Regions from separate parts of the Mus musculus genome. Here all the other regions are linked to region 2. A link is a contact called in public promoter capture Hi-C data. All regions are on one chromosome and are shown on one strand. Each heading gives the region's core, a stretch centred on a gene start, on an enhancer-like site or on the middle of the called end of the contact. The rest is flanking DNA. Distances are from core to core; before and after follow the strand shown. Region 1 holds the start of Evl (Ena-vasodilator stimulated phosphoprotein). Region 2 holds the start of Vrk1 (vaccinia related kinase 1). Region 3 holds the start of Slc25a29 (solute carrier family 25 (mitochondrial carrier, palmitoylcarnitine transporter), member 29). Region 4 holds the start of Yy1 (YY1 transcription factor). Region 5 holds the start of Eml1 (echinoderm microtubule associated protein like 1). Region 6 holds the start of Ddx24 (DEAD box helicase 24). Region 7 holds the start of Ifi27l2a (interferon, alpha-inducible protein 27 like 2A).

Region 1 (3,686 bases), core at 408-2,907, 2.5 Mb after region 2:
CAAAATGGATCAAAGGTAATTTTTATTTCTTGCCAGAATGGAACACAGCACCCTTTGTCAGTCATTCCTGCCAACCGCTGCCAAGTACTTCCATAGATAAGGGGACAGGCATTGTGAGAGAGGGAACGTCATCGTCCCCACCACACTCAGTGAATTCCTAAAACCAGCAGCTCTGGTCCCAAGGATGTCTCTGCAATCTGTTTCTTTCATCAGAGGGCTCCGTGAGCTGCCAGAAGGGCCGGGCCAAGACAGACAGGGACCACTCCCATCCTCTGCTGTATCCTGCTTCCCTGTGGAGGCTGCTGATCTTTGTCTAAACCAGCCCTACATTTAATGCCAAACATGTTTATCCAGTAGGTGGGAATCCCGAAGCTCACCTTACAGGCTGCTGAGGATCTGTTGAGGCACCAAGGTCAGTAGGAAACAGACTGAAAGGGACTTGCTCACATTTCTCCCTACCCCCACCCGCCCTTCCCCTTTCCCTAACAGCTAGCCATTTGAAGCCAACCTCTCTTGAGCAAAGCAGAAAGAAGGCTTTATTCCTTGGATGTAGAAGAACTTGGTGTTTCCCACTCTTCTGATATAAAATGTTACAAAAAGTTAAACAGTTTTTGAAACATGTGGCCTCAAAAAGATTTCTTTTTGGAGGCCACCGGTTCTTGGCTTTGGAAAATGGGTTCTCCTCAAAAGTGTCAGTGATTCTAGTGTGGGGTGCAGAGGAAGGACACTATCTTTACAGCAAACCCACCAACTAATTCTTCCCTCCAAGTTACAGAATGGCAACAACTTGTTAGACCCCAGGGACAGACACCTGGAGATTGGTGGAAAAGCACAATGTCTGGCTGGAATAAAAGTGTGCACCAACCCGGACTCTCCTGGGGACACCTGGAATACCTTCAGGTGACCTGAGGCCTGAGTATTTTCATAACTCTTAGGATGTGACAAGGCTCTTCTGTAACAAAGAGACCAATCTGGTTCCCAGGAAGAAGGGAACACATGAGGTTAGGAGAACTATAACCTCAGGCATTGCTAACAGTACTGCAGAGCAAGGGATCCGTTTAAAAATTGCAACTTTCAGCCCATAATGCTCTGTTCTGAATGCACTGGAAAGCCGGTTCAGTAGGGCTCCACGTGCCTCCTGGCACTCTCCCCGCTCAGCCTTGCCTCACAAATCACACCCTTTGCCCTAAGCCTCTCCACCTGCCCTTTTCTATACAACTCCTCCACCACCAGGGATTCTGTGGGGTCTCTGCCCGACTCTGCTCGCCTAGCTCCAGGTCAACGCCCCAAACCCCGGCCCCAGGCCCACCACCCTCCAGCCCTTTCCGCGGAGCTCCGCTTTGTCTCTCCCTACTAACCCCATCCTCCAGGCCTCTCCTAGACCTAAGATCCCTAAGCTTTCCCGTTAAGGTCGCCCCGGTCTTTCTCTCGCAGACAAGACCCTGGAATTCACTAAGTTAACCCCATTCCTCTAAGCTACAGTATCTCCTTTGGGACCTTAGGCCACGCCCCCCGTCTTGCCCCCAGGCCCGGTTGCCCAGCCACCCTTTCCACAAAGCTTCGCCCCGCCCCTCTGAACCTGGGCCACACCCCTGCCCCGCCCCTCACGCCCCGCCCTCTTAGAGGCGCGGACCACGGAGCCCCGCGCCTTTTGTGTGGAGCTTCGCTGCGGCGCGCGCTCATTCCCTCCGCGGCCGCCGACCGAGGGGCGTCGGCGCGCGCAGTCTCCTCGGCGGGCGGAGGGGTCCTCCGCCCCGCGTGCACCCCGCACCCCGGACCCCATCCTCCGGCCGCCGCCCCGAGTCTCAGGCGGACGCGCGCGCTCGCTCCCGCCCGCGAGACCCCGCCGCTCGCCCCCTCCCCCGGCCCGTCGGCGGGCGGTCGGGACGCGCACGCGCCGGCCCGGGCACGCGCGCCCGCCAAGATGGCAGGGGCCGGGGCCCAGCTGTCAGTCGCCACCGCCGCCGCCGCCGCGGCCGCGCTGCCTCGCAGCTAGCGGCCCGGACGCCCGCCGGAGAAGATGAGCCCCCGCCGCCGCCTGCAGCCCAGCCAGACGCGGAGCCGCCGCGCCCGGGGTCGGCTGCCCCGCTAGCGTCCCGTCGCGCCGCGCTTTCATCCCCGGCCCCGTGCCCGCCCGGCAGCCACGATGAGGTGAGTCGGGGCCTCGAGCGCAGCGAGGCCTGGAGCGCCCGGCGTGGAGGGTGGGGTGCCCGGGCATCGAAGCGGCCCCAGAGCCCCCAGCCGGCGGCCCAAGCACCAGAAGACGCTCAGGCCGCGGGGTCCGCGGGAGGCCGCGCCCGCCTTGCGGTGCCTTACCGCTGCGCGCGCCGCGCCGGCGGTCCACACTTTGCCATCCGCACGGAGCTCTTCTCCATTAGGGCGCTCTCCTCTTCACCTTTCTCTTCTGACCTGTCCCCTTTCTCTTGCCAACCCTCAGAGTGTGCAACCCCAAAAGGTACGGCTTTTGATGTGCCACTCAGCTAGAACCTTGTCAACACCCAGAAACCCGCGTGCCCTCTTCATTTGCTGCACCCAGCCTTCCTTTCCAGACTAACCTTAGCCTGCTTTCTGGGGTGGGGTGGGGCGCGGGGCAGCGTATGCCGGGTTTTCTTTCTCTCTTTCTTTTTCTTTTTTTCTGTGCAATTTTATCTTCTAGGCACATCTTTCTTAAACACCGTAGCGTCCAATTGTAGATTCGGTTCACCTGTTCTGTGAACTGTTTAAATCAAATAATGCACTGTTGTAATTTTTGTGTCTGCCTACTTTCATCAAAGATATTTCTGAAGTTCGTCCATAGTGTTTCTATTATCTACTTACTGTCCTGCATAGTATAGATAGTACACACTGTATCCATTCTACTGTTAGTAGACTTTTGAGTTGTGTGTAGCTTTTCCCCATTAACGTTGCAATGAATATGCCGGTGGGTGTACTTCCTAAAGCATTCATATCTATTGAGTAGATAGTTTCCCTACCCACAAGTAAGTTGGGTTTTTTGTTTGTCTGTTTGTTTTGTTTCGTTTTTTTGTTTGTTTGGTTTTTTTTACATAAAAAACATGTACATCTTTTGTCGTAGTTGATAGAACTAAATCCCCAAAATCATGTTATCACTTTATACCAGCAAGCATTTACTAGCCCTTGTTTAAAAATTCCTGACACCTCTTGGTATTGTCTGTGTGAAATTTTAGCCATTATGGTGAGTGTGAAGTGACATTCCATCAGGGTTTTAATTTGCAGTTTCTGGTTGACTAAAGCGACTGATTGTCCATTTGTGTGTGTTTGGTGGTTTTTTTGTTTTTTGTTTTTTAAATAAAGTGTCTGTTTAAGTATTGTCCAGTTTAGCTTCTTCTTAATTAGTAGAGTTTCCTATTTTTAAGTGAAGAAGATAGCTTGTTAACATTTTGAAGAAATGCTAGTATTTTGCTTTTCATATGAAATGATGCTGTCTACCTGGAGTTGGTTTCTGTGTAATGTGGAAACAGAATTCATGTTTTACTTTCTCCTAGCATGATTTATTCCTCGCTGTTTACCAAGATCACCGTTTCCATCAACTGCAATGCCACCTTTGTCACCTTCCAGTCTTCCATGTGGGGTCATTTCTGTCTGTCTGGAGAACATCTTTTAGTGTTTGTCTTTCTGCCTATTGCAGTGTTGGGTATATCAGACCAAGGGTCTTGTATGCATCCACT
Region 2 (3,639 bases), core at 988-3,487:
CTTAAATATTAATTAAATGGGAATCTTAGGTGAACACTCTAACTCCTGGTTCACAGTAAATATTCAAAAATATTTGTTAGGACTATAGAGGTTAGTTTTTTGTTTTGTTTTAATTTTTTTTGAGACAGGCTCTATGTGGCTCTGGCTGTCCTAGAACTCACTACGTAGACCAGAGATCTATCTGTCTCTGTCTCAACAATGCTGGGATTAAAGGCAAGGGCCACCAAGCCTGGCCAGAGAGGTGTATTATACAGAAAGCCTTTCCACCCAGAGCTCAGTTCCTAATTTCAAAAGTTCAGCAGGACTGATCAACTGACCTGTCTATTCCTGTCCCAGCACAACCTATCAACTCCTAGACGGCGCCGAAGGTCTCCTATGTCCCAGGAGTTGCATCGTAACCGGTGATATTTCAGACATGCTGTCACCATGACGGCAGCTTGGACTGCTCTCCTGCCACTCTCTGCGCTGCTAGGGCTTCTCCGCACGTGTGGGTGGTGTCGGTGGTGTTGGCAACAGCCTTGGAACATAGCCTCAGCAGAGTAGCACTTGACTGAGAGCCATCCAACTGATAATGCCGGAGCCGTGGGTTCTGGAATACATTCTATTCCCACCTTGGAACAGACCAGGCTGTGTTGCTGACTTAACTGTGCTTGAAGGTCAGCCAATTGTCGAGCCAGTGTGGGAGCGGGGACCTTTCTTCCGCACTGGGGGAATGTGGTCACAATGTAACAAGTAATGTGTGTACTTGTTTGTGGGTGCAGAATGGCTTTCACTCAAAGCATTCTGACCACAGAGTCTTGCTGTGTGTGGGACTTCACACTCACGAGATGTGTGAATCTTGAGGCTTCTCTGCTGACAAATAGTCATCGAGAGCTCACCTTGTGCCTGCGTTTCCATCGGCGTGTGTACAGAAAGCAGATGCCGTGAGAGGATTTGTTGAGGAGGGTTTATGTTCCAGGAGGCTGTTTAGAGAGGTGTGGGGTCTGAGCCACACAGGATGAAACAGTAACCTGTGACTCGGGGGCAGCCAGTGTGTTACTAGCTCTAGTCCTAACAACACAATCATCATGGCATGTTCTCATTGCAGACTTGTGGAAAGCCCAGCTGAAGTGACCCTTAGCTAAGGGACTTAGCTGTTCGTGTATGTGTGTGTGATCGTCGTTAGGTGACTTTCCTTTTTTTCTTCCATTCTCAGGCTCCATCATGGATCAAACTCAGCAGAAGTCTGGGAGCAGTGGGCATGCAGTACAGCTGTTTTGTGGATCTGCTCTATGGGGCAGACGGCAAAATAGGAAAGAAATTGGAGCAGGTGTGGGTACCTGGGACGGTGAATTCAAGATATGAAGATCAATGCTGAACTGCACACTGGGCAACAACTCAGATTTCGTAGGGACTAAAGCTCATACAGTGTTTTAAGATCCACCTTAAGAAACAACACAGGCAAGCCGAGTGTGGTGGCGCACGCCTTTAATCCCTGAACTTTGGAGGCAGAGGCAGGCGCATTTCTGAGTTCAAGGCTAGTCTGGTCTACAAAGTGAGTTCCAGAACAGCCAGGGCTACACAGAGAAACCCTGTCTCGAAACTGCCCCCCCTCCAAAAAAAAAAAAAAAAAAGAAAGAAAAGAAACAACACAGGCTAGGAGTGTTGGCTCACATTTTTAACTCAGCTGTTGTTAGTAAACCAAAAATTAAAAAAAAAAAATCAAATTGGTAAAACAATAGCAATAACAAGAACAGCACCGAACCCAAGGCCTTTTCTAGGGCTTCAGAAGCTGCAGATCCAAAGTGCAGCTTGAAGCTCATTCTTCCAACCTCTAGGAAGGAGATGGTGAAACAAAGAAAACTGATGTTTGACAAAAGTAGCTCAAATACTGCGGTGGGTTAAGTAAACACCGAGACGCGCTTCGGATATTTGAAATGAGTCTCTTTGTCTAACCGTTTAATAAATCAAGCAACAGTGAGTACTGGTTATATTTATTTCGGTTCTTAAGGCTTTGAGAGCCACAGTAACATGTAAAACAGCAAGCGGGCTGCAAACCACACTTCCCAGAAGCCCTTGTGCTCAGAGGAACACGCCCCCATCTCGCCTCTTGGAGGTTCAAAGACTACAATTCCCAGCATGGAGCAAGCGTAAGGACCACAATTCCCGGCATGTCCGGAGAGGTGACAGGGAAGCGCGGTCTTCCTCTTTCCCCGCCTCCCCCGCCGTTCGCAGCCAACGGGAAGGCTCTGTACTACGGGGTGTGGAGGGGACGGCGCCGTGGGTAGGTCGCGAGTCTAGGGAAGCGGCGGGAAGTTCGTACTACGCTGTGGACCGCGAGTTGGCCGCTCTGGGTAGGGAGCCGTGGGGTGGTGGCGGGACTATAGGTCCGGTGTTGCTTCAGGGCGGCGCCGCGGCTGGGTCCGGCCTGCCCGGGAATCCTCGCTTCTCTGCCCGATCGCGGAGCTGCCGGAAGCCCGGTTCTAGAAGGCCGCCCGAAGCCTAGCCGGGACCAGGGTGGCGGGGACGGGGACGGGGACGGGGACCTGGACCGGCCGAGCCTGCCACTTCCTTAGCACTGGTGAGGTGAGGCCTCGGGGCACAGCCGCGGCCGGCAGCTTCTCGTTTCCTTCCAAGCTTGCTCCTCAGGTCTCCACCGCCGGTGACCGGGCTCCCGGTGCAGTGTCTTCAGAGGCAGCAAACAGGTCTGCAGCCCAGCGCCAAAGTTTGTTTCCGACCGTTTCCAGGCTAGGTCGCCTTAGATGTAGAACTGCGCCAGAGTCCTTGAGAGATGGGGACACACGCCAGTCCTGGTCGGGTTACCCGTTTATTCTTTTGTCGTTGACGTTAACCATTCTTTACGTCTGCGTGTGTTCTTCCTTTCCGTCCCTCATCGCTTTTGGAGCAATTTGGAAACGCGATTTTGCCTTTGGGAAGGTGGTGGTTAAACTTAGCGGGTCGTTGAAGAGCTTCGTTGCTTTCCTTTTTTAAAAAAAGAAACAAAAAAACAAAACGAAACTAGAATTGACCATCTATTGAGTCTGGAATTCAAAACAGTGAAAAAAGATGTAGATCAGCATTTTATCATCATTATTATTTTGGATTTTCAAGACAGCTTGCTTGCTTGCTTCCTTCCTTCCTTCCTCCTTCCTTCCTTTTCTCTTTCTTTCTTTCTTTTTTTTTTTTTTTTCTGTGTAGCCTTGGCTGTTCTGGAACTTGCTCTGTAGACCAGGCTGGCCTTGAACTCAACAAGAGATCCTCCTGCCTCTGCCTACTGAGTGCTGGGACTAGACTTGCGCCACCCCCACCCCGGCTTAAGAGTTCAGGGGAAAGGCATGTCACTTTTTTTGTGACATGTCGATTATACTGTTTGGGGAAATTTAATTTACAGTTCTGACTGGAATTAAGCATCTGGGCAATTAAGATAATGTTCATCTACCTGGAAAAAGGAATGTAAGTGGACATCACTAAAAATGGCTTTCCCCGTTGTGCTACCACAGATGGCAGACACTGCAGCGCTGCCTTGCTGATGGAGACCGAGCTAACAGGAGCATGGATTGAGGTGGATAACAAGTGTGTTAGGCGTTAGGGATTCCGTACAGCACTAGTATCCAGTACAGATATCACTTTGATAACTGTAATGGCTGCTGCTTATGCCTG
Region 3 (3,855 bases), core at 1,048-3,547, 2.8 Mb after region 2:
CCATCCCTTCTGTTGGGAAGCCCCAAGGGGTTTCAAAGCTGGCAGGCCTGGGCTGGCATTCCCACTTCCTCCTACCCATGTCCTTTTGACCTACAGTCTCTTTGAGAGCCAGGTAGCCCTGCCTCACCCACCACTGAGATGGGTCACACCAACAGAAAGGAACCCATCTCCCAACTCCAAAGCCACTGACCATAGACAGGGCAGCTCACACACCTTGATTATCCGAGGACAGGAAGAGGAGCCGGCAGCACAGGTCTGAGAGTGGTGACAGGTCTGTCCTCTCCTCGTAGACACTACCTAGTGATCTGGCATTTTTGTCACATTGACCCATGCCCTATCCAGAACCAAGGGGCTATTGTGGCCTCCACATTTGAGACCCGTTCCCTCACAACAGGGAGAGACCACAGGTATTCCCATCCTTCTACCAGACAGCTTTCTACCAGAAACCAGTCAAGTCAGGGTGCTTGCCATTCTTTCAGAGAGTTTAAAAGCAGGATAGGATGTGTCCTGGGCCATGCAGGCACACCCATGGTATGTTCTTCCTCTAGAAAGAGGCCGCACCATCATCCTGTCCTTCAGAGAGAAAGGACCAAAGCCAGAAGGAACCAAGCGGATACATTAGAAGGCCCAATCCCCACGTGTCTTGAAGCTTGTCTGACAGCATGCACTGAGCAGAGCTGGGAACCTGGAAGGCAAGCCTGGGGCACAAGCAGACTGTTGTCTGCCCCGCAGCTGCCCTACCAAATCAGAGAGGCTAAGTGTGTGTTTCCCACTCCACGCCCCATTTCTTTCCTTACTAGATGATGAATCTTACTCTGTTGGTGACCTCCACCTCTATTCAGCTGAAACCTCAGACGTGCATGAAGTCAGTGCTTGACTTCACGTAGTTGGGCACTCTCTACACACCCTGGGTGAGAATGCAGACCAGGCTGGAGACAGGGCACATGACCACCCTGAGACAGGCTGGTTGAAGACAGATGGGTATCCCAGGCAGGGAGGGCCTACTTGAGCAAGTGCCCATGGGCTTGTGGGACAGTGGGGGTGCTCAAAGTCTCTATGCAAGCCTGGCCTCAGGGTGAATATATGCTCCCCAGATCAACTGTATATCCCAGGCTACAAATGGAGGTAACTCTGGCCCTGGGGAAACTGCAGTACAAGGGGGTCTTGGCCACGGCAGGAGTCCTGGCCATTGAAGATGCCCTCACCTGCCCTGTTACAGCTGGGGCTAGCATGGGGCTCTTTCTGGGTCTCTAATTCTCCACCTGCTTGTGGAAATCTCTGTGGCCTTCCCACAGCTTACAGAAGAAAGACTTGGTGACAGTCTGGTGGTTCTCAAGCACCTAGAGGGTACGTCACTGCTCAGGGAAGGCATTCTGCCAGACAGCAATGTTCTCCATCCAGGAAGAAGCAAGCACGGATTAAGCACCTAAGGCCAACTCCAGCCTATCACTGTTCCAGGAGAGACCTTTCCGGGTAGGGCTATGAAGGATGAAGACAGCAGGACAGGTGGATGAGGAGCCAGGTCTGGGCCTCAGAGCTGAACATATAACCAGCCAGACCACTACCACCTCAGTCGATTCACCTGGAATCCCAGCGGCTAAACCAGGCTCTATTTAATACTTAGTAAATAAACTAATCCTCTAGGCAAAAGGAAAGGCACTAAACGTTCAACAGGTCCGCACGGTAGTGTCATGGGCAGACCTAGCCTGCTCTCAGCTTCGAGCGCTCTTCAGTCAGGTTGACATGACCATTTATTTGACCACCCGGTGGACCGCCTCCTCCTCTCCTGAGCCCTCCAGCAGCTTAAAGCAATGCATGGGAAGTGCTGGGCGCCTGGGGTCGGGCCAGCCTTCTAGGAGGTCGCGCGGTGTCACCAGCCTCGCTCAGACAGCTGCGGGAAGGGATCAGTAGGCTGCGCGCCCGCATCCTTCTGTTCTGTCCCTGCCTCCGGCCAAGCCGCGGTGCTGCCAGGATCCCCAGACCTTGCACTCAGTGCGCACGGAAGGGTCAAGAAGACACCTGTCGCCGCGTACCAGCCAGAACGCCCGCCTGGCATGCCGGTCATCTCCTTACCTCCGGCGCATCCAGCCAGGAAGTCGAGCGCCATGGCCCGGCCCGGCGAGCCGGCTGTGTCTTACTACTCCTCGGGCCCGGCCCGCGGTTGGCCGTCGCGACTCCTGCTATCTGGCCTCCGGGCGCGCAGCCGGGTCGGGGAGGCGACTGGATGGCGACTCCTAGAAAAGCACTCCCCTGGCGTCCAGCTTGCCGGGCCTCACCTCGCACCGCTCGCACCGCCCCGTCGGCCTCAGCCCCCGCGGGGGCAGAGCGCAACCAATCGGTAAGCGAGGCACGGACACACCCCGTGCTCCGGGTGCCGCCGCCAAGTCTCATTGGCTGGGCGCGCCTGGAAGGTGTGGCCTCGGGCGCGGCGGGCGGGGGTGCCTCCCGGCTCAGTAGACAAAGACTGTGCTTCTCGGGCCCGCCCGCACGGCGCAAGGAAGGGGCAGTGCGGTGGGCACACTGCACACTGGAGCCCAGAACCTCCCAACCGCACGGTCCGAAGGGCGGCGCTCGATCTGCTTCAATCCTCGGACCCCTCACGGTATTTGGATGCGACTCTCCTGCTCAACCTCATCGTCCTTGCCTGTGTCAAGAGGACACAGTGGCGAGTGCACACGTGGAACGCCGCGACTCTCCCAAGGCCTACTTTGGTCTTGGACTCAGCTTGCTGGGAAAGTTCGAGAACGACCGCCCACTTGGAGGGGCCTCTGAGGCCCCGGATCTTCTTAAGCGAACGCGCAGGAGTACTGAGGACCCAGTGCACCCAGGCAGAGACAGGGACTTGAGTTTGAAGGACGTAGAAACGTTTTCAAACAGAAGGGGCCTGTGGATGGGGCCTGAGGATGGAAGGGTGCCGCCAAGCCCGACGTGTTCCTGGGAGCCGCCAGCAGGCCAGATCAGGGGCGCGGGCATCTGACTGCAGCTCTGGGCCTTGGGACAGGGTGAGCTAGGTGCAGGACAAGGAGCAAGCAGATATTCCAGGCTTGGAGAGCATTAAAGTTGAGGTGGGCTAAGAACCCGACGCGCCGCCCCCCACCCCCCCAGTTGCTGGTAATATCTACAACAGCAAGGAGTCTGGAAGCAAGTCCAAGTGATGGATACAGCCATCACTTACCGGGCCTCTGCTGGTCGTGACTTTCTTTTAAGCTGAGAGTGGAGTAACAGACTCCTGTGGTTACTCGAACTCTGCTCTTGCCTCTCCCCTCCCTAAACTGGGCGCGGAGTTGTGGGATGGCAGATCTGATGGAGGGGCAGCTCTGAGACCAGGGACCCCAGTGTTGTTTGAGAGGTGGTGTTTATCCTTGGAATTGAATGGACCCTTCGTGAAGCCGACACCCAAGTCCAGGCCTGCTGACCCCTAGTCCAGTGCTTGTGGTGGCTACTGGGCCCTGAACTAGGGGTCTGGAGACCTGGGTTTGATCTCCACAGGCTTTGAGTCATCTGGATGCCTTCTAAAGGCAGGTGGTAAGAGGAAGAAGGAAGTACACACTGGAACTGGGGTGATTGTAGGATCCCTCCTGAGGCCTTTGCCATTAACCCCAGCAATCCTCCTGCAGGGACACAGCCATAAGAATACCCTGGGGTCCGGTGGTAAAGCTCGGGTCTTCACGCCTCCACCCTGGTTTCTGGTTCTAAGAAACGGGAGGGCATCCGATGAGACAAGACGGCTCTTTCTGCCTGTGGCTTCGAGACAGGCTCTTGATATGTAGCCCAGGTTGGTCTTGAACTTGACACCTTCATGGCCTGCCTCCTGAATGATGACACCTGGTTACCTTTTCTTTCCCTGGAGGTGGA
Region 4 (3,924 bases), core at 853-3,352, 2.8 Mb after region 2:
TCTGCTCATATAGGTGGGAGGAAAACAAATGCCTTTTTTTTTTTTTTCCCTTTTGTTTGGTTTTTCGAGACAGGGCTTTTCTGTGTAGCCCTGGCTGTCCTGGAACTCACTCTGTAGACCAGGCTGTCCTGGAACTCAGAAATCCACCTGCCTCTATCTCCCAAGTGCTGGGATTAAACGCGTGTGCTACCACTGCCCGGCAAGAAATGCCCTTTAAAATGCATGTCAATAATCATTTGTCTTCATGCCGAGATTAAGGGATTCAAGGTAAGATGTTGTAGCACAAATGTGTATCTTCAAACCTAGGAATCAGGAGCAGAAGAAAGTTTTGGGATAGAGGGGGCTATGTAGTTAACCTAGAAACGAGGTATTTCAGAAAACTATACACGTAGCCAAGGCTGGCTTTAAACTCCTGACTTACCTCCCTCTCCAAAGATTAAAAACCTGCACAAGGACACCTTGCTAAGTATGTTTAAAATTATAAGATGCCCAACTGTTTAAGTTTGGCCTAAGATGCATGTAATGCATTTAGAATACTCTCCTGCCTCAACACTAACAACTCCGGTAGATAAAAGTAATCCAGAATATTCAACAGATGAAGCTGACCGTTAAATCTAAGAAACAAATAAGATACACTTGGCTCAAATTTTCGGTTCTTGGAAAAAAAAAAGGCAATCTAACTTTATGTTGCTTTAAACCACACCTGGTCTATCGAAAGGAAGCACAGAAGAAACACTTCACTACAATGTATCTTAAGCAATTTGATGATTTGAACAAGGAAAACCTAAGCTGTTACTTATAATAGGGAAATCACAAAAGACATGGAATTTTCAAAGAGCTAAATGCAAAGACTATTTAAAAGGAATATTTTTAAATAGTCCTTTTCGGCAAAAGGAATGTTTATGAGCGAGGAATAGGCGAAGCCTGTGTCAAGTTATTCAAAGATAGAAGGGAGTTTTCAGAAAGCTACAATAGTGGAGTCGCTCGACAGGAGCAGCCAGACCCTTCGTTCCAACAGGCACCCAACGGCTGGGTCTCCGGTTTCCGCGGGTCATAAAAGAATAACGGACACACTTCCAACGGTGAACCCTAGGCTGCGCGCGCCGCTTCCGCTTGCCGCGGTCGCCTTCGCGCGCCGCCCACCGGCACGCGACCAAAGAGCCCGTGGCAGCACACGGTCGGCTACGCCGTCCGTGCCGCTACCGCACGAGACCCCGAGTAACGAGTAAAGGCAAAACGAACGGGAAACCAAAAATCAAGCACAGGCGTTTCTCGTCAGAGCAGACTTTATTGCGGCCACGCGGCCGCCGGTCGCACGCCCCGCCGGCAGCACGCCAGCCCCAGGCGCGCGCCCCCCTTCACCCCAGCTCGTTACCGTGCGCCTGGGTCGCGCGGAAAGTTCGCCGGCTCCCGAGGCGTAAGGCGCAGCGCCGACGCCCCACTCCTGTCAGCGACTGGGGCCCCGGAGCGGCACTTTTGTCACTGTTGCACCGCGGACGCCGGGGTTCGCGCGACGCCGAGCGCCGTAAGGCGACGGCGGCGCGGAGCTGACGTCACGCGCCGGGGGGGCCAGCCAGCGCGCGTGCGGGCCGCCACGCCCCCTACCCCAGCGGGGGCCCCCCCAATCGGGAGGACCCTGGTTGGGAGTAGGCGGGGCCCCGGCGCCTCGAGGGGCCCTGCGATTGGTAGCGAGGGAGGAGCGAGAGCCGGAACAGCGAGTGGGGAATCGGGGACGGGGCGGGGCCGAGAGCCCCGCGGAAGTCTCGCGAGGCCGAGCCGGAGCAGAGTGTGGCGGCGGCGGCGGCGGCGAGATCTGGGCTCGGGGTTGAGGAGTTGGTATTTGTGTGGAAGGAGGCGGAGGCGCAGGAGGCAGGGGGCAGCGTAACGCCGGCCCGGAGGGCGGGAGGAGGCGCGGCCACAGCCAGGGCAGGCAGCCGAGGCGAGGCGAAGGCAGGCGGGGAAGCAGGACAGGCAGCGGCCGAGCGAGCGAGCGAGCCAGCGCGGGGCGCACCGATCTCGGGAGGCGGGGAAGCCCCGCGGCCGCCGCGCCCGCCCCTTCCCCCGCCGCCCGCCCCCTCTCCCCCCGCCCGCCCGCTGCCTTCCTCCCTCTGCCTTCCTTCCCCACGGCCGGCCGCCTCCTCGCCCGCCCGCCCTCCCTCCCGCAGCCCAGGAGCCGAGGCCGCCTGCCGCGGCGGCCGTGGCGGCGGAGCCCTCAGCCATGGCCTCGGGCGACACCCTCTACATCGCCACGGACGGCTCGGAGATGCCGGCCGAGATCGTGGAGCTGCATGAGATCGAGGTGGAGACCATCCCGGTGGAGACCATCGAGACCACGGTGGTGGGCGAGGAGGAGGAGGAGGACGACGACGACGAGGACGGCGGCGGCGGCGACCACGGCGGCGGCGGGGGCGGCCACGGGCACGCCGGCCACCACCATCACCACCACCACCACCACCACCACCACCCGCCCATGATCGCGCTGCAGCCGCTGGTGACGGACGACCCGACCCAAGTGCACCACCACCAGGAGGTGATCCTGGTGCAGACGCGCGAGGAGGTGGTCGGCGGGGACGACTCGGACGGGCTGCGCGCCGAGGACGGCTTCGAGGACCAGATCCTCATCCCGGTGCCCGCGCCGGCCGGCGGCGACGACGACTACATAGAGCAGACGCTGGTCACCGTGGCGGCGGCCGGCAAGAGCGGCGGCGGGGCCTCGTCGGGCGGCGGTCGCGTGAAGAAGGGCGGCGGCAAGAAGAGCGGCAAGAAGAGTTACCTGGGCGGCGGGGCCGGCGCGGCGGGCGGCGGCGGCGCCGACCCGGGGAATAAGAAGTGGGAGCAGAAGCAGGTGCAGATCAAGACCCTGGAGGGCGAGTTCTCGGTCACCATGTGGTCCTCGGGTGAGTGCAGGCGGCGCGCCGCCGCTCGGGATGTTTTTGTTTTGAAGGGAAGCCATGTTTTATGTGTGTGATGGGCGCCGCCATCTTCTCCGCCCGGGCAAGTATGGCGGCCCCAAAAGATGGCGGGGGCGGCGGGCCGCGAAGATGGCGGCGCGGGGGAGGGGCGGCGCCCGGCTAGGCCGCAATGGCGTAGTTTGTGCGAGCGGAAGCGGGCTGGGGCGGCGGGCGGGGAGGGAGGGGCCAGCGCCCCTCCACGCCCGAGCCAACGGACGTGCGGCGGGGCCGGTTGAGGGCGCCGCCCCGCGCCGGACCACCCGCCGGGCGTTGACAGGGCCGTGGCGCAGGGCGGACGCGCGCCGCTCCCCCGCCGTCCCCCGGGGGCTGTCGGGGCCCCGCCCCGCTCGGCTCCGCTCAGCTCGGCCCCCTCGGACGCGAAGCGTCTCCCCGAAGCCCTTCCCGGAGCGGGCGGCGCATAGCCCCGCCGCAGCTGCCCCGCGGTCACGCTGGCCCAGGCCGTCGCCGCTGCGGGGCGGGACTTGGGTGGCACGTAGGGCGCTCGTGTGCGGGTTCGGCGGCCGTTGGAACCTGTCACCCGCGCTGCCAACGCGCTCCTCGCCTGATCGACCTAGAACGGGAGTTAGGGGAAGGAAGAGCCACAGCATTTCAGCGGCCTTTACGCGTTGTGAATTTTGTTTTTTAAGTCGTGGGCCCTATGCAGACAGACTGGGCTGGTTTACACAGCTTAGGATATTTGCCAACAAACTAATAAAAATCGCTTAGTTATCAGTATCTCTGGTCTTGTTTTCCCCCACGAAAAGAATAAAAAAAGTGGATAATTTGTTTTACTGATTTAATACGCCTTTTAGCGAAAGTCAGGAAGCCTGTGTAGGGCACCGAAGAGTTCCTTCCCCGCATGAGTAAACTCAAGGTAGAGCCCTGGAAAGGCTGTTGTTGACTGTTCACTTTATCCTAGTACTGTGTTAACAAGCTAGTCAGCTTTATTGTTAAGAAACTACTACTAGACAGA
Region 5 (3,835 bases), core at 386-2,885, 2.4 Mb after region 2:
ACTTCCCAACTACATTGTCTCTCCACAATGCTGCAGGTCCCCTGGAGGCCTCTGCCACCATCATGCACGTGGGGTTTTCTCTAGCCTGGTCCTCTGTAGAGATGCTGCTCTACAGAGAAGGTATGACAGTGCCAACCTCCTGGAAGTTCTGTGCTGGCGGCTTCCTGAGGCCATTTCCTCTTCGGAGCTGCTGGCTTCCTGGCTGCTCTTTCCAAATTCTCTGCCTTGCCATCGCTCCGATACCAACACCTCGCCAACTTTTTACTTTCTTCTTTCAACCATGGTTCACTATGATCCCTTTGCCAGGGTCTCCCAGTTCTTGTCACTACAACTGCCAGAGTCCTAATGGAAGATTTGCTGCCCTGACTTGACCTTCCTCATCCTTCTGGGCCTGTCTTACAGTGATCTCCCCACAGCCCATCCTCCATCCTTCCTCCTTCTGATCAGCTGGGCTCTTGGTGTCTTGTCTCTAGAGCACTGACAACACACTGGGTTGTTTGATAACAAGTGCTGACTCTGGCTGTCCAGGTCACACCCAACCTCAGCCCTCTAACCCACCCATCCACCGATGCCTGAGTCTTTCTTTTGTCCTTCCATCTCCAGAGTCTGTCTTGTTCTCCTCCCTCCAGGCTTCTTGTCTAGACCCTTTCCCTCAGCCCAATCTCTTTCCCCACATGTCTGCAACATGAGCCCCTCATTCAGGTCAGGTCAGAGCTCCGAGCCTGATAGCAGGCTCGCTCCTCTTTCTTGCACCATTGCCAGCATAGCTCTCCTTCACCCACCTGGTAACAGTTGAATTAGCAGCATCTGGAGCCCTTCCGTCTCCACCCACAACATATTTTCCACCAAAAGCCTTGTTTTCTAAGTGTGGTCTCCTTAGCTAGGACAGAGACCAGGCATGACATCTCTTCTGCCTACATCTTTGAGGACCAGAGTGACAGATCCCATCCCTAGCCTTGTCCTCTAATGAAGTGTGAGAGACCCCAGAGCCCCGGAGAGGTCTGAAAGTTTTCTTGATAACTTTCTAGTCCATTATTATTATGTGACTATTGTATTCAAGGTCTGGAAGTTAATACCGAAAACTTCAGAATTTTACCTCTAGTGGACAGAACCCACCTTCGGCTCAAGCATTCCTTTCTCTCTAGCTTTCTCGATTGTCACTTGGCATTATCTTTATTTCTAGCCATGGGGAGTAAGGCTCAGATCGTTAACCTAGCTGGCGCTTGTATATATAGGCTGGGTGTGCTACTGACTCTTGGGTTTGCTTTTTACAATATTCCTAAGCTGACATTCTCTGCCTGATGGTGAACCTAGATCTATGGGTCTGTAACAATTTAGTCTAAAGTGACAGCGTCATACGAGTTGGTCACAGAGGAAGGGGAATGAGATAATCTCTTTCTGCATCCTTGGTCCCCTCTTGGGGTAGGGACATGGGTTCTTGTGGAGTTACAAGCCCTGAGCTGGAGAACACGCAGACCAGGGGATACGCCTTGCTGGAAGTGGCCCGGTGGGAGGCGCTATGCTGATAGCAAGCGCCACCGTGGTCCAAGTTTAGAGCAGCAGTTGTCCGGGGTCCCGGGGGGGGGGGACAGCTCGAGGGGGAGAAAGGGTGGGCAAGAGGGTCCCTGGGGTCCGGGAACGGGCTGTAAGCGTCCCTTGCTTTCTCTCCCTTTATCCCTCTACCCCCACCCCCACCCCGTAGCATTCTGCCTGTAGATCATAGGAGCAAGGACCAGGGAGGGGACCAGGGCGGGGACCCAGGCTCGCCCAGCTCTGCGCCCCGCCCGCCACGTCTCCTCCGGACCATGCCACCGAGGCCGCCCCCTCGCGGGCAGCGCGGGTGCCGGGTGCTCGTTTTCGGCGGCGGCGGCGGCAGCGGCGGCGGCGGGCCCGGGTTGCCATGGTGACCGGCGGCAGCCACAGCAGGGCCGGCCCCAGCGCCAGCGCCGCGGCGGCTCGGCAGGGCGCAGTGTGTGGGTGAGCGCGGCCGGAGCGGGCGCGGCCCGGCCTCAGCATGGAGGACGGCTTCTCCAGCTATAGCAGCCTGTACGACACGTCCTCGCTGCTGCAGTTCTGCAACGGTGAGCGTGGGCGGGAGGACAGGGGCACGGGGACCGAGTGGCGAGGGCCAGGCCGGGCCGCGGGCGAGGCCGCGCCAAGTCGCTCTGGTTCCCGCCGGCGCATTGTGCTGGGGCCGCGGGGCCGCGCTTCTCCCCGGCTGCGGGCTCCCGGGATCCCCCATGCCCACCCCAGGCTCCGGGCGAGGGCGGATCTGTGGTTCCCAGAGCCCCAGCGGATGCAGCGGCGGAAAGCGCGCGCGAGAGCCCGGGAGCCCCGGAGCCGGGAGGCCCGGGCAACCTCGGCGTTCCGGGGACGTGTTGCTCTTTCGCTTCCAAACTCACATCTGTTTGGACGGTGCTGGATGCAGAACTCAGCAAACAAATCACTGCTGGAACAAAACCTTTGCAGGATGCACGCAGGGCTGGCTGCAGATGGACCTCCAGAATCCTTTTGGGGTCACTTGGATGGAATCATCACGGTTTAATGTGCTCCAGAGCCTGGGTGGACCTGGCTTAAAAGTGTTAGACCTTATTTATTTTGTTTACGGCATCATAGATTTGTTTTTCCCTATATGTGACTATGTGTGTGGCAGGTTTTACAGGGAGGAGACCACCGCGCTACCAATATGGCATCTTAAAAATATATAGAATCATACATGCTGTAAAGATTTTATAGTCTCTGTAGCAGGGTTGGGAAAGATTTTTCACCGCGCTCTGCATATTTTATCAGAACATGATGTGCGATAATTCATGCACAAAAGTTTACCACACTTTTTTTTTTTTGCATGTTGGGAGTTATTGCTTTATCAGAAGTTTGTTAAAGGGTGAAATGTGGATTTTACAGAATTTTCTCGAGTGCAGTCAGGATAAATTTCAATCCCAGACCCTTGAACAACTGGAGAAAAATTACATTGCAGTTGTAATTGTCATCTAGGGAAACATTTCTTGTTTAGTACCACCTGTTTGCAAACGAGAGCATTAAGAGGAACAAATGTGTTGATTCACTCAATATACTATTTTTCTTTGGTGGAATTTGACTTTTTCTTTTAATGACTATATGTATACACGTACTTGGGTTTTTCAGCTTATGATTTTCATGTGGGGCAGATAGACTGTATTTGGTATTCCGCCGATCACTGGGATACTTTACAGTGTAGACTCATGGGAATCTTTTTGCTCCCGGGTAGGTTGTCTAGATTCTTCAATTAGCACTTTGAATAGTTTCCTTAATTGGCTGATAATCAATCACGTCTGAACAGTTACTTTTGCTGTCCAAGGTAGGTACAACCTTTAGCATAGTTCTGGTGGATTCTCATTGTGTTGGTTGTGAGAGGCATGAAGCTCAAAAAAAGGAATGATAGCCAGGCACAAAACCTTTATGTACCTGTATGTGGGCATATTATTGACAGTTTGACTTTGAGTATGAAAATGGGCACTTTTTGTTTTGTTTTGTTTTTTAATTGGGGCAGCTCTTCAGGGGAGGACACCCAGGTTCTTTGGTAGCTCAGTCATACAGTTGTTTTATTTGTGAGTGTTTTGGTGTCTTGCCTTCTATCAATTGCCAGTTTAGAGATACTGGTATGATATTTGGCTGGTAATGAAGATGTGGGAAGGAAGCTGAAAACCAGCTCTTAACATGCTAGAGAGGTGACAAATTGAAGAACAAATAGCTCTAAAATAGAACAAGAATGGTGCTTTAAAACCACACAAACAGCTGTTGAATGTGCTTCCCTTGAAGAGTTAGCTCTGCGGTATTTATTTTCTGGGGTTACCTT
Region 6 (3,790 bases), core at 124-2,623, 2.6 Mb before region 2:
GCAAACAGATTCGGGTCGATCGTCACTTGCTTCCATTTCCCCACAATCTTGATGCCCTTCCTCTGGAACGTGCCACGGCTTGCCAACTTTGGCTTTGAGTTTGTCTCCTTCACCTTCATGGTTGCTGAAAAGAAATGTTCTTCTGGGTTAGTGACTGTGGGGTACAGGCTCTAGGGCAACACACGCTTTCCTAAAACGTACTAGACCCTGCAAACAGCCAAGGACACAGAGATGGCTTAACTTACATAGAGGAGATGCTCAAATCCAGAAAATGAAACACACCCACAGAATAGGTAGTTTGGCTTGGAGCAGAGGGGACACAGGCAGTAAAGGACACATGAGCTATCTCTGGTTAGGATCCTAGCTCCAACACTTACTTTGTATGCAACCCCCACCCACCCACCTCCTCTCAGAATTTAGTGTTACAATCTTTCTAAATGAGAAGGGTGTGATAATATCTAATAATAACTAATTTTACACTGTACACAAAATAAGTATCAAAAGAGGCTTGATAAGCCATTTTGAACACGGAGTAAGAATCTGAGATACGGCGTGCTTTTTTCCCTGGTAGAACAAGACAAGTGCCATTTCCATCATCTTGGCCTTGGCCAGATAGGTTGAAACACGTCAAGTCCTAGGTTCCACCCCCCCTAGCACTGCGTAAAACCGTACATAGCCGGTATCCTGCCCTCAGGAATGGAGATGGAAGATCAGGAGCTCAAAGCCAGCCTTGGCTACACAAGACCCTGTCTTTAAAGTCTGAGTATGCACGACTCATCTGTGTGGAAGTGGCGCTACATGGGTCCTCTCTAAATGAAAAGGGACATTGTGGAGAGAGTAAGGCAAAACTCGATTCAAATCTGGATCCTGCTCGGTGTTTGCTGCACATCTCTGTGCCTCAGTCTCCTTATCTACAAATTGAGGATAATGAGATATTTATCGCACTGGGTCCTCATCTGAATACGAAATAGTGACGCACGTCAAAAACCGCTTAACATGGCGTCTGTGAGGATGGCATGGGACGCACGGCGACCCCCCGACCCCCGCCGCACCTCGGCCCCACCTTGACAAGGTGAAGGGAACGTCACTAGAAATAGGGCGCGGGGGAGTGACCTGTGCCTTCTGCCAGAGTCCCACGAGGGCTTCAAGGGAGGTTGCCGGGCCTTGATGCCCACAGCAAAGCATGAGCCACCGGCAACCAAGGTTGTGGGGACACCGGTGAGCCACGATGCTTCGAAGACACCGGGGAGCCCCTCCGCAGCCGGCCAGGGCCTGCTCCGCTCCGAACCCACAAAGAGCACTCACCGCCGCAGTCACCTCACACGCCGGGCCGTTTGCGCCAACCCGACCCGGAACTGCAGCAGCTTCAGTACTGCAGTTCCGGGGCGGAGCTCCGGGCACGCGTGCGCGCTAAGGAAGGAAGTTCCGCCTCTGTGCGGAAGCGTCTATCTGATTGGCACTCTCTCAGGACTTTGGCTGGAACTCGGAGGACTGAGCTGGGGGGCGGGCCCTGTGTGGCCTAGGTTACGCTTCCTGTTTATGGTTTAGGCAATGTTTCGGAGCTCCTTCCTGGACGCTAGGGAGCGCAAGCGCCCGGGTAATCGCTGTCTGGTTTGTGTGCAGTAGCTGTCCCACATGCATGAGTAACTGACTACCTGGAGCCTTAAAACATTTCCTTACCTAATTTATAAACCACCTAACCCTGGGTTGAAAGAGCCATGTTCTCCAGTTCGTAGTGCCTTTCCTACTGCACAGAGCTGGTCACGATACATTTGCCTGTTTAGTTTGATTGTTTTTTGATGTTTGTGCTGGAGATTTAAACTAGTCTTAGAGGCTGTATAGATGGCTCAGAGGTTAAGAGCACTGACTGCTCTTCCAGAGGTCCTGAGTTCAATTCCCAGCAACCACATGGTGGCTCACAACCATCTATAATAGGATCCAATGTATTCTTCTAGTGTGTCTGAAGACAGCTGCAATGTACTCATATAAATTAAAAAAATAAATAAACTAGTCTTCCATGCATATGGAAGCACGCTTCCCACTGAGCCATCTCCGAAGACCTGAAAATGTATTCTTTTATATCTTAACTTAGATCAGTTTTTTTTTTTCCGTGTCAGCATTATGAGATACACACCTAACACTGAATTAGATAACAGAGTGTTGTCATTGGCAAGGGACTTTCACCAAGACGCCAAAAGGATAGACAAGAGCAAAAAGAGATGCATGAAATTTTTATGAAAACAAAAATGCTTCCGCACACCACCCTGAATAGAGAGGGGAAAAAAGGCGGGCTGGAGAGTTGGCTCAGTGGTTACAAGCACAGACTGCTCTTCCGAGGGATCTGTGTTCAGTTCCCAGCACCCATATAGCAACTCACAACCATCCATAATTCCTGACCAGAGGATCTGATGCCCCCTTCTGGCCTCAGTGGGTGCTGCAAACACGTGGTGCACAGACATACACCTAAAAACGTAAAAGAGATATCTTGTTAAAAAGAATAAAGGAGGGGCTGGTGAGATGGCTCAGCAGGTAGCGCACTGACTGCTCATCCTAAGGTCCTGAGTTCAAATTCAAGCAGCCACATGGTGGCCCACAAACACTGGTAATGAGATCTGACGCCTGCTTCTGGCATGTCTGAAGACAGCCACAGTGTACTTATTTATAATAATAAACCTTTGGGAGGGAGCAAGCAAAGCAAGGGGAGTTGACCAGAGCAAGCAGGAGTCCTAAAAAAAATTCAATTCCTAACAACCACATGAAAGCTCACAAACAATTGTACAGCTAAGTGTACTCATATACATGAAATAAAATAAATCTTTTTTAAAAAAGAGTAAAGGAAATCCTACAAACTACACATCTGAATGTGGTTAATAAAGCAGGAAATACAGAATTCAGAAACTCAATTGTAAAAGGATATGCTTACAAAATGGGCAATAAACCAAAATAAGCATTTCTTAAAAGGTACAAGAAAAAAATGCTCAGGGAGCCACTAGTCAATTGGATAATGCAAACTAGAGCCACAGGTAGACATGGCCTCACTGCAGTGAGAATGTTACAGGGAACAAAGCCTGGCTCATTGTTGTGGGCTATAACTAAGTACAGCCATCATGGAAATTCCTGAAGAATGAAGAACTAGAATGACCATCTGCTCAGAAGGTATGTGAAGCAAGTGAAGTCTGTCAAGGAGACACCTGAATCAAACACTTCAAAAAAACCAAGCAATGGACAGATCCATCAGCCAATGAGTGGATACAGAAATTGTGGCACTCAAGCAGTGTAGAATACTATTTGGTCACAAAAAGAATGAAATCCTCTGCTAGAATATGTGGATACAACCATAGACCATGATGTTAGTCTAATAAGGTCAGGTAGAAAAATGATACTGTGTTAGTTAGGGTTCTCTAGCATCACAGAACTTATGGGTAGTCTCTATATAGTAAGGAAATTTGTTAGTGACTTACATAGTCCAACTCCCTAACAATGGTCAGCAGCAGCTATGAATGGAAATCCAAGGATCTAGCAGTTGCTTAGACCCACAAGGCAAGCAGGCAAAGAGAAAACCAGTCATCAACAGGTCTCCAACAGAAGGTGTGGCCCAGATTAAAGGTGTGTGCTACCATGCCTTTAATCCCAGATGACCTTGAACTCAGAGATCTCCCTGTCTTAAGATTCTGGAATTCATAGCCACTATGCCTCAAGATCTCCATGCCAAGATCCAGGACAGAAACTTGTATCTCCCAGTCTCCTTATTAGGATCACAGGTGAGTCTTCCAATTAATTCTGAATTGTA
Region 7 (3,545 bases), core at 78-2,577, 2.6 Mb before region 2:
GCATTTGTTGATGTGGAGAGTCCAAGGACCCCTGGGAAGGAGACAGTGCAGTGACAGGCAGTGACCTGATGCTCAGAGATGCCCACCCAATTTCTATGGGAACCTTAGGGCTTTGCTTCAGCCAGAGCTATTTAAAATGAACCAGAAGGAGAAGACAGATGCGGGCCAAGTGGAATATAGGACAGAGAGCTATCCACAGAGATGCTCTCTCTATAGCAGGACAGAGGGGTACTCATTGTAGAAAAAAACACTCAGGGAAGATTCAGAGCACAAGTAGCATGCCTCAGACTCCTCCCTACTTTAGCCATTCAGCACCTTTCACCCAAAGCCCACACACCCCCACCTAACTCAGAATAAATCAAAAAGTAGGGACAGAACTAGAAGACACAGGTCACTTAAGAAGGTGGGGCTGGAGGGAGAGGAAAGGTGTCACCATCCTTGTCTTGGACTCTGGTCATCTTGCCTGGCCTGACACTTACCTGCTGATTGGAGTGTGGCTACCAGGCTTCCTGCTGCAACTCCACCTCCATTGGCAATTGCTGCAGCAGACATCATCTTGGCTGCTATGGAGGCAGCTGCAATGCCTGTCCCAGTGAAGCCCATGGCAGCCAGGGCCACAGGTGCCCCTGCCACAGCCAGAGCTGTAGGGAGAGGAGCTGGGTGAGGTAGGCTCAGGGAAATGACCCACCCAACAATTCCCTGACTGTTTCTGGGGACTTTCTATTCTGAGGAGCATGGAAGGGGATCCCAAAGTAAAGAAGAAGGGGAGCAAGGTGGAGGCAAAGGGGTCAGTGGAGGATGTGACAGAGCCGTGGTGTTCCCAGGCTTGAGAAGAATCATCCTTCACTGGGCCTGGGGTTGTGAGGGTTAAATACAACCCTGCAGTGTTCAGCAGCTGCCGCTCCCTGTCTTCTCCACATTCATCTACTTGCTGCTCATCATATATGAGGCCTGGAGGGGCAGCTGGGCAGAAATCTTAAGCTCATTCCTAGAGTAGATTTAGCACAGCCCAGGGCCCTGCTCTGCACCCAGGCAGCTCCAGAATCCAGCAGTAGCAGGCAGCAGGAATGGTACCCATCTAAAGCACAAATGGTACCCCACCACCTCACCCTCAGGAGCAGAGACAAACCTCCTCCTATGGCAGAGCCAAACAGTGTTCCTATAGAGAGATGGATGGATAGAGAAGGTTAGAGTTTGTTGATGGCAGGGATTTCTTGGTGGCTTTGCTCAGGCATCCCCGTTCCCAGCTCACTCGGGGCAGGGGGGCTACTCACCCAACATGTTGAGTCCTCCTGGTAGCAGCAGAGCATAGGAAGAACTTAGGGAGTGGCTTATATCTGGGGAGAGAAGAAGAGGCTTGTACTGGGAACCAATAGGGACAGGGTCCGCCCCTTTGAGAGGTTTGAAAGCTAAAGGGGAAGTTTGAAAACAATCTGGGGGAGGGTTTGAAACCAGTCCTCCACCCACCTGCTTACATCTTTCCTGAACTCTGTCTCTCTTTCTCTCTCTCTCTCTCTCTCCTTCACACACACACACACACACACACACACACACACACACAGAGAGAGAGAGAGAGAGAGAGAGAGTACTAGGATGAGCAAGAAGACTACAAAGACAAAACCTGTGTTTGCTATGAAATGGAAACTAAAAAAAAATAAGAAACACCTACAGAATAAACAAACTCAGGAAGAATAATGTGGGCCCAAAAATCACCATTTCACCTGACAGAGGTTGAGAGATCATTTTGGAGCTATGGCTGGCTGACTAGCTTAGGTTACCCAAAAGGTCATGTACCCACACAGTAAAAATTTTGATAAGGTTTTTCTTATAGCAGAATGAAGACAGTCATAAATCAAGGTATATTCATACATAAAAATCCAAATATATATGTATATGTAAGACCCCTGAAGCTGGGCCTGCACTCGAGTCCCCGGGATGAGCTGGACAGCACCCCAGTGACCCACACCTGATGCAAACTGCAAGAGGTTTTATCAGCTAGCTGAGGATGAAGTCCCTCTGCCATGCAGCGCAGGGGAGTTCGACCCTGAGCACTGACAGGAGGGGGCTTTTAACAGCTAGCTGAGGAAATGGGAGGAGTTGGAAGGAGTTGGGAGGAGAGTTGGGAGGAGAGTTGGCTACAGCTCCTTTCTGGCGAGGGGGGGTGGGGGCGTGAGCTGCAGCCTCCTCTCAGGTGTCTATCAGGAAGGAATTGGGAGGAGGAGAGTTGGGAGGAGAGTTGGCTACAGCTCCTTTCTGGCGGGGGGGGGGGGGGGGGGGGAAGGGGGGGGAGGCAGTGAGCTGCAGCCTCCTCTCAGGTGTCTATCAGGAAGGAATTGGGAGGAGGAGAGTTGGGAGGAGAGCTGGGAGGAGAGTTGGCTACAGCTCCTTTCTGGTGGGGGGGGGGGGGGAAGGCAGTGAGCTGCAGCCTCCTCTCAGGTGTCTATCTCCATGTCCTTGTAGATCTTCCTACAATTATTGCATCTCTGGCTGTAAGGCACAGAAACAAAAAGGCTTTTGGCTGGCTATAGAGAACAAAGAGCTTCTTTCTGGCTGTATTTTTAGAGATCAGGGAAAACAAGCTTGGGGGAACGTCCATGGGCCTTACCTTCCAGGGAGAAACACTCTAAGTCGGGGTCACACACACACACACACACACACACACATATACACACATATGCATATATATACATATGCATAGATGTATACATACATACATATGCATATATATGTATACATATACATATACACATATATTATATTTTTACGTGTTTGTGTATCAGTGAGAACATTAAGTGGGAGGGCTGAGCCTCTGCCATCCATATCCTGGATGCTAACTGAAGGTATTTCCCCTTTTGTTTGGTGGCGGCCAGGTATTTGTATATTCTAGAGGATTTGCCCTAGAACCTGACTCATTTCTGTAGAAACACTCACTCAAGGCTGCTCTATTATCCCCCACATTACTCCCAGATTCAATGAGCTAGGTTCGACACCAAGATTTTAGGTTGACAGGCACATTGAATAGCTATTATAAGGGCTAAAGACATCCCAGAGAGTTAAGCCCTGAATGTGCAGCATTTGTAATTCTCACAATTATGGGCATTCTGGTGAGGAAATCACACTCAGGCAGGATTCATTCAAAGATGCAGCATCTTTCCTGGGACGGAACTATCTCCTGAGTGTTTCAGTGCTGCCCTACAGAGGGAACTGCTTACACTCCCAGAAGCACTTACTTCCACCACCAAGGCCCTGACTGCCCAGGGGACACTGCATTGCAAGCAGTAACCTTTATTGAACTGGCTACTTAGACCAATGTGGACTGTCCCAGGGCATCAAGTTCACTGAAGCATAATTTAGAGAAGTTGTCACACTTTTAACACAAGCTTCATCAACTTCAGATGAAATTTAGCTACTTAATCAAACACTGGCCAAGATCTAGAAACTTCCATGACTTCTCTTCTCTCCTAAAATGTCTCATCTCCCCAAATCTCCCCTCCCCCACTGATTCCCATTTGAACTCCTTACATGTTCCCTTCCAGAGGGCCCCT

The links. Promoter capture Hi-C pulls out the DNA fragments that hold promoters and counts their contacts. Capture Hi-C pulls out chosen DNA fragments and counts their contacts.
Region 1: a contact with region 2 is called in a promoter capture Hi-C map of pre-B cells, with 4 times the contacts expected there. The contact joins the promoter of Evl here to the promoter of Vrk1 in region 2. A contact is called at or near these places in 3 of 39 promoter capture datasets (embryonic stem cells, hippocampal neurons and pre-B cells).
Region 3: a promoter capture Hi-C map of liver shows a contact between it and region 2, with 9 times the contacts expected there. The contact joins the promoter of Slc25a29 here to the promoter of Vrk1 in region 2. A contact is called at or near these places in 1 of 39 promoter capture datasets (liver) and 2 of 9 other capture datasets (adipose tissue and liver).
Region 4: a contact with region 2 is called in a promoter capture Hi-C map of liver, with 6 times the contacts expected there. The contact joins the promoter of Yy1 here to the promoter of Vrk1 in region 2. A contact is called at or near these places in 3 of 39 promoter capture datasets (the C10 cell line and liver), 1 of 484 Hi-C or Micro-C datasets (CD8 T cells) and 2 of 115 datasets of contacts at active chromatin or transcription factors (extraembryonic endoderm stem cells and thymic regulatory T cells).
Region 5: a promoter capture Hi-C map of embryonic stem cells shows a contact between it and region 2, with 5 times the contacts expected there. The contact joins the promoter of Eml1 here to the promoter of Vrk1 in region 2. A contact is called at or near these places in 1 of 39 promoter capture datasets (embryonic stem cells) and 1 of 115 datasets of contacts at active chromatin or transcription factors (astrocytes).
Region 6: a promoter capture Hi-C map of adipose tissue shows a contact between it and region 2. The contact joins the promoter of Ddx24 here to the promoter of Vrk1 in region 2. A contact is called at or near these places in 3 of 39 promoter capture datasets (liver, neutrophils and pre-B cells), 1 of 484 Hi-C or Micro-C datasets (B cells) and 2 of 9 other capture datasets (adipose tissue and liver).
Region 7: a promoter capture Hi-C map of the HPC-7 cell line shows a contact between it and region 2. The contact joins the promoter of Ifi27l2a here to the promoter of Vrk1 in region 2. A contact is called at or near these places in 4 of 39 promoter capture datasets (the HPC-7 cell line, liver, neutrophils and 1 more).

What each region holds. Positions count from the first base shown.
Region 1 is chr12:108,553,063-108,556,748 of GRCm38.p6, forward strand. It overlaps Evl (Ena-vasodilator stimulated phosphoprotein), which reads left to right and starts at 1,658. Exons shown (of 13, transcript NM_007965.3): 1 at 1,658-2,151. The coding sequence starts at 2,147. It overlaps Gm16596 (predicted gene, 16596), which reads right to left and starts at 2,556. Exons shown (of 3, transcript NR_045753.1): 1 at 2,317-2,556.
Region 2 is chr12:106,008,026-106,011,664 of GRCm38.p6, forward strand. Vrk1 (vaccinia related kinase 1) reads left to right here and starts at 2,238. Exons shown (of 14, transcript NM_001029843.2): 1 at 2,238-2,333.
Region 3 is chr12:108,833,579-108,837,433 of GRCm38.p6, forward strand. It overlaps Slc25a29 (solute carrier family 25 (mitochondrial carrier, palmitoylcarnitine transporter), member 29), which reads right to left and starts at 2,298. Exons shown (of 4, transcript NM_181328.3): 1 at 2,074-2,298. The coding sequence starts at 2,107. Mir345 (microRNA 345) reads left to right here and starts at 3,395; the gene lies at 3,395-3,490.
Region 4 is chr12:108,791,195-108,795,118 of GRCm38.p6, forward strand. Yy1 (YY1 transcription factor) reads left to right here and starts at 2,103. Exons shown (of 5, transcript NM_009537.4): 1 at 2,103-2,897. The coding sequence starts at 2,219.
Region 5 is chr12:108,421,181-108,425,015 of GRCm38.p6, forward strand. It overlaps Eml1 (echinoderm microtubule associated protein like 1), which reads left to right and starts at 1,636. Exons shown (of 22, transcript NM_001043335.1): 1 at 1,636-2,081. The coding sequence starts at 2,015.
Region 6 is chr12:103,424,474-103,428,263 of GRCm38.p6, forward strand. Ddx24 (DEAD box helicase 24) reads right to left here and starts at 1,374. Exons shown (of 9, transcript NM_020494.4): 1 at 1,306-1,374; 2 at 1-124. The coding sequence starts at 119.
Region 7 is chr12:103,442,353-103,445,897 of GRCm38.p6, forward strand. Ifi27l2a (interferon, alpha-inducible protein 27 like 2A) reads right to left here and starts at 1,328. Exons shown (of 4, transcript NM_029803.3): 1 at 1,275-1,328; 2 at 1,130-1,159; 3 at 480-641; 4 at 1-31. The coding sequence starts at 1,281.